2 separate regions of the Hordeum vulgare genome follow, and region 1 is linked to region 2. Evidence: chromatin contacts called from public Hi-C data. All regions are on one chromosome and are shown on one strand. The core of a region is the stretch at or near the end of the contact, and the rest is flanking DNA. Distances in the headings are between cores, read along the strand shown.

The links. A called contact is a pair of places that touch in the nucleus more often than the background predicts.
Region 1: a Hi-C map of leaf shows a contact between it and region 2, with 3 times the contacts expected there. The contact joins two enhancer-like sites. A contact is called at or near these places in 5 of 6 Hi-C or Micro-C datasets (leaf, seedling and an unstated tissue).

Annotation. Positions count from the first base shown.
Region 1 is chr5H:425,542,362-425,545,417 of MorexV3_pseudomolecules_assembly, forward strand. No RefSeq gene overlaps it. Among protein-coding and RNA genes, the nearest start is that of LOC123395598, 95 kb to the left of the region's middle. Within about 2 kb of position 1,455, at least 3 of the 3 cell types and tissues checked have open chromatin away from gene starts, as enhancers often do. A contact at or near this core is called in leaf, where this site is marked.
Region 2 is chr5H:425,367,952-425,370,793 of MorexV3_pseudomolecules_assembly, forward strand. No RefSeq gene overlaps it. Among protein-coding and RNA genes, the nearest start is that of LOC123395598, 79 kb to the right of the region's middle. Within about 2 kb of position 1,365, at least 1 of the 3 cell types and tissues checked has open chromatin away from gene starts, as enhancers often do. A contact at or near this core is called in leaf, where this site is marked.

The sequences.
Region 1 (3,056 bases), core at 205-2,704, 170 kb after region 2:
AAACTACAACAGCAACAACAACAACAACAACAACCAAGCCTTTCAGTCCCAAACAAGTTGGGGTAGGCTAGAGTTGAAACCCATAAGATCTCGAAACCAAGTCATGGCTCTGGAACGTGGATAGCTAACTTCCACGCACCCCTGTCCATGGCTAAGTCTTTGTCGATATTTCAAACCTTCAGGTCTCTCTTAACGGACTCCTCTCATGTCAGGTTTGGTCTACCACGGCCCCTCTTAACATTCTCAGCACGCTTTATCCGTCCGCTATGCACCGGCACTTCCGATGGCCTCCGTTGAATATGTCCAAGAGACTAAAACTAGTCTGACTAAAACTAGTCTCTATAAGAGGCTAAAGTTCCAATCACCCCTGACTAAAGAGAGGCTAAAACTAGTCTTGAGGCTAAAATCTTTTAGTCATAGGTACCCCTACTAAAATGTGCATTAGTCCTCTCTCTCCTCATTTAACTCCTCATGCAAGTTCTGGATTGGAGGGTTTGGAGGATAATAAATGATCATTAACTTGATTTTAGTCTATTTAGTATTTGAATTCAAGCATGGGTGAGGCTAGCAAGTTTTAGTCTCATTACTTTTAGTCATGGGACTAAAATGTATCCAAGCACCCTCTCATTTGTTGTGCTTCGTATTTACTCCCTCCGTTCCTAAATATAAGTCTTTTAAGAGATTTCACTAGGAGTCTACATACGAAACAAAATGAGTGAATCTACATTTTATAGTATGTCTACATACATCTGTATGTAGTCTACTAGTAGAATCTCTACAAAGACTTATATCTAGGAACGGAGGGAGTAGTTTTTAATGCAGATTAATCCATTCATTTTGCACGTTGACCGCACGCGTCATCCCATCCTATTCCCAGTCTAGCGTCTCCTGCTTTCTAAAAACAAAATGAGTAGCAACCTTTCTTCACAAGGTCGCACTCCCTCTCCCTCCATCTTCCCCATCGAAAGGAACTTGTGTAGTACTCCTACTATTCTCAGCTTCGAAGTCGACCGGGGCGTACGTACGGTTGAGATTTGCCATGGTGCAGCAGCGAGGTGACACACGCGAGGCGTCACGCCCACGCACTGACCGCCGTGACCGGACACCTGCTAGAACACTCTGTCCCTAGCAGCCCGTATACGGCCGAATCCCACGCAGCTTCCGAAGCCAAATAATTGGGTTTAGCTTGCTCGGCGGAGGATCAGCGTGGTGACACTGCAGCGCAGACAGGAGCCCAGGAGTCACGGGAGCGCCAGCCCGTGACGCCCGGTTTCGTCCAGCCATCCCCCACGTCCACGTCCACGTCCACGTCCGTTTCCTTCCTCCTCGCACCAATTGTTGGCATTATCTCGTCCGTCGTAGCAGGGACGGGACGCGCCGGGCCAAGCTAGGCTAGCGCCAAGTGCCAACTCGCCTTGGAGGGTTCTTGGCGAGATGAGATGGATGGGTCGACGACGCCTTGGAGGGTCCATCCTGTCTCGGCCGTTTTGCGTGTGCGCGCACGTACGTGTAGGTGTAGATGCCGCTGCAGTGTAGGTTTTGTCAGTGCTTGGGTTCTGGACGCCCGGCCGGACGATGCCACTAGAGTACAATCCACTGCTCTTTCCCGAATTTAGTACTGGTACCCCTTGAACAATGCTCTTTCGCCAGTATGATCCACTGTGTTTTTTCCTGTTAGCTTCTTGCTTGATTTCTGGACTTGCATTTCTTCTCTGTCTTCCCTATTTCCCGCCCGGATTCTTGGGTGTTAGATATGGAGATATGGCCAGATGCCGTCCTTCTTTCTTACTGGTGCTACCAGCCGTCTGTTTTACCTAAGAGAGAAGCATAGGTTTCTACTCAACTGTACACAAAACAATGCAATGTTCAAGGGCAATGGATGCATGCACCATCATCGTGTGTATGTACAGATGGTCGGACGACGGACTTGGGGAGCAGTTCACTTGAAGGTATGCATAGTCAACTCACAGGGAAGAACGATCGAATTTGGTAATCGAGACTAATTAGTAGGAGTACAATACTACATCAACCCATCAACGTACGTGTTGCTTGAAGCAGAGCCTCACCACCTAACCACAGCACTGCATGCACACCAGAATACCCAACTTGTCTTTTCTTATGACAAAAAGAGTTTCCAAGTTGTGTTTACTTACTCCCAGTCGTCCGTCTTTCGCCTGATTTCATTATTGGGGCGACAGGGTTGCATGATTTGTGCGTTACCGGTGAGACTTTGGTAGTAGGTAATCTCTTGCCCGGTTAATTATTACTGATTTCATGCATAGTTCTATAAGTGGTTTCAGCAGTTAATTTTGTTTTCCTATATGAGCAGGAAAGTAGACATGGATGTTCATCTCCTCTCGGAAAACGAAACCTGGATGTTCATGGATGGAGGCAGGAGGGGGTAGAGAGATTACTACTGCTGGTGAAAGGACGGTGTCATGATAATGGGACAGACAGGAGCCCTAATGATTAACATTTTCAGAGGCAACGAACTCGGCAGGTAGTAGGACGATAGTCTATCCTCGCACGAGAAGCTGCGGCTTTTCTGGCGCCAAACCAAACCACTTTTGACTAGATTTAGTTGGTAAAGTCTAATCGTTTGTATTTTACCTTACTCTATCGTCAATAGGAGACTAACTTCACCATCGCTCTTTATTTTGACATATTGTTGCTCCGCGTCCCGGCAGTGGTAGATATGGTGTAACATTTGCTGAATGCTGATCTATCGTCGACAGGAGGTTAACTTAACCTAACCATCTCTTTCCAACTCAGTTGCGGCTGCATTTGTGTGGATATTCTTCGCCGGCCCGGTTCATGCTCTTGGCGGCCGCTTCAGTTGCCATGGCTTTGGTAGACGTCCATACAACTACTCAGAGGGTGTTTGTTTCCACGGACTTATTGGTTTAGGGACTTAAAAAAGTTCCTATAAGTCCCATCTAAACCAAACACAAGGGACTTATTGAAACTTATTGTGGTGATTTGGGACTTATCAAATAAGACTCTCAGGGAGGAGCTTATTGGGACTTATTCCGGGCCGGACCTACCCCGCGTCGCTC
Region 2 (2,842 bases), core at 115-2,614:
ATGAGTCGTTTCATGGAGAATCCGACAACCGAGCACATGAGCGCGGTCAATCAAATCTTGCGCTATGTGAAAGGCACCATTAATCTTGGTTGTACGTACAGAAAGGGAAAGGAAGGATTAATCCTTCGTGGATATTCAGATAGTGACATGGCAGGTGATGTTGATGACCGAAAGAGCACAACGGACATGATTTTCTACCTTGGCCCGAATCCGATTAGCTGGAATTCTCAGAAACAAAACGTGGTGGCACTGTCTTCATGCGAGACAGAATACATAGCTGCAAGCACGGCGGCTTGTCAAGCAGTGTGGCTGAGAAGACTTCTAGCTATTCTTGCAAAGCGGGAGGTGCAGAAGGTGTCACTGAAGATCGATAACCAAGCTGCAATCTCGTTGTGCAAAAATCTGGTTCATCACAAAAGGAGTAAGCACATAGATACCCGGTTCCACCACATCCGGGAGTGCATTGAAGAAGTGTTGATCGAGGTTCAACATGTGAACACGAAAGACCAACTTGCTGATATTTTCACCAAGTCCCTCGGTCGACAGAAGTTCATCGAGATGAGGAAGAAAGTCGGAGTGCAAGAAGTGAAGTCAAGCAACAAGATTAAGGAGGTGAATGTAGAAGTTAATCATGTTGTTCCTTGTAGGATTAGGAAAGAAAGCCAAACCAAGTCCTAGTAGTATTAGGATTCCTAGTCCTAGTCTATTTTCATAGTTCCTTGTGGACGTGTATAAAAGGCACCCTAGAGGTGTTGATTGTAACACCAGAAAAACGAAAAGCAATACAAAGAAAAGGCTCGACACATGCCTTTAGCCATCGAATCCATTGATCAGTTTTATTCGTGTCGCTAGTTACGCAAGTTCCGTCAAGTTGCTGGCCGAAGCAAAAATCGCGTAGGCACACCTATACGGTGCATACGCACGTTCAAAAGCCAACACGGTCATGCTACCTATTTGAGTCCGAGAGAACTGCCCACAATGTTTGAATGTTCAACAACAAATACATGAAATAAAGAAATCCATATACCTTATGCGATGAGAACTTGGCTTCTGTTAACTCTTAACTGTATGTTATCACTAGTTTTGCTCATTTCTCTGCGCAACGCGCGTGCTGCAGACCCGCTGCGCTGCTGTTCCATTGGTCTTCTCTGGACGCAGGCGCGCGGCCTGCTCTTATCCGAAACTTCTTCGCCCACTGGTCTGGTCACCTTCGACGCGACGCCGACGCAGCGGTCACCTTCGAACGAGATTTCTTCGACGGATCGAAAGCAGATGCAGCGGCGGCGGAAAACGGCGCCGGGTAAACGCCAGGCCAGCCGGCCGCGTGCTTCCCGTTATCATGCGTGTAGTAGGTTGTGGGCGCAAAAGAAAACTGAACGTCGTACGTCCCTGTTAATCATGATTGATTCTTGTAGAGACGGCAGGCGCGCACCGATTAGGCGGCGGAATATTCACATGACCAGATCAAGTACACAGACAAAGCGACAAGCTAATCATCCTCTTATCCGTAATATTTTCAGCCCACCGATGAGCGATGAAGCGATGCCGACCGCCGACGGACGCAGTTCACTCCCGAGTAAGATCGTCGATCAAAAAGCAGAGGCGACGACAGTGGCGGCGGCGGAAAACGGCGCCGGGTAAACACCAGGCGCAGCCGACCTCGTGGCTCCCGTTCACATCCCCATAGTCGTAGTCGGCGGACGGCTCGTGAAACTACGTATCAACGTCACCGTTCATCTCGTGGGACATCACTGGTCAAAATGGTGGTCGCGACACACACAAAACACAGAGCGAGCAAAGACTAGAGACGACAAGCGAGGATAACCAAACAGTCGTTCGATTAAGCGGCGGGGATATTTACACAATCTAGCCAAGTACAGTGTTTCTTTGGGTTTTTTCCTCGTTGTGCTTGCTAGTACTAAAACGGAAAATACAAAGGAGAACCTGGGTGCCAGCTCACCTTATATGAAAAAAAATAGTAATTTAGAAAAAGTTTAAAAAATTGTAAATCTTTTTTGGTATTAAACATGATAAGTATTGTAGTTGTATAAAAGGATTCATCAAAGAATGACTTCTGTTGCATCGTGGATCGAAGATTCGGCAAAAATCGCTATATACAAGTACTATACACGCTATATTGTCATCATAATTAAACTTGTTTTTTTTGTCTCGGATTCATTGGAAATATTTTCTTGTCCAAACTTTTTATATGAGTGCAATACTTAATCATGTTTGGTTCCAAAAAAGATTTAGAATTTTGCTAACTTTTTTGAATTACTAATTGTTTTGGCGCATATAGGGTGCACGCGTACACTAGTAGAAAACATGTTTTACGTTTCGATTATTAATCCCGGTTTGCTCTTGAACCGGGATCAATGTGACCATTAGTCCCGGTTCGTGAGGAATGCTTTTAGTCCCAGTTTATTAGTAACATCTAGTCCCGGTTGATGTTACCAACCGGGACTAAAGAGGTGGTGGCAGAATTTTGTCAGGCTGGGGCCCTTGCGAGGGTCATTAGTCTCGGTTGGTAATACAAACCGGGACTAGATATAGGTCTTTAGTCCCGGTTTGTATCACCAACCGGGACTAAAAGTATCCCTATATATACTGCTTTGTCCAGCCCGAGCCCAAGCTCTCTGTTTTCCCTTTCTCTCCTCTGTTTTCTTGACTTGCTCGAGTTCATTGCTACTTCTTGAGTTTGCATTGATTTTTCCCTTGAAGAGGAAAGGGTGATGCAGCAAAGTAGAGATAAGTATTTTCCTCAGTTTGAGTATCAATTCAGTAGGAGTATCAAGATGAGGCACCAAGACACCTGCGCAAAAACAAACAAACTGGCACCCAA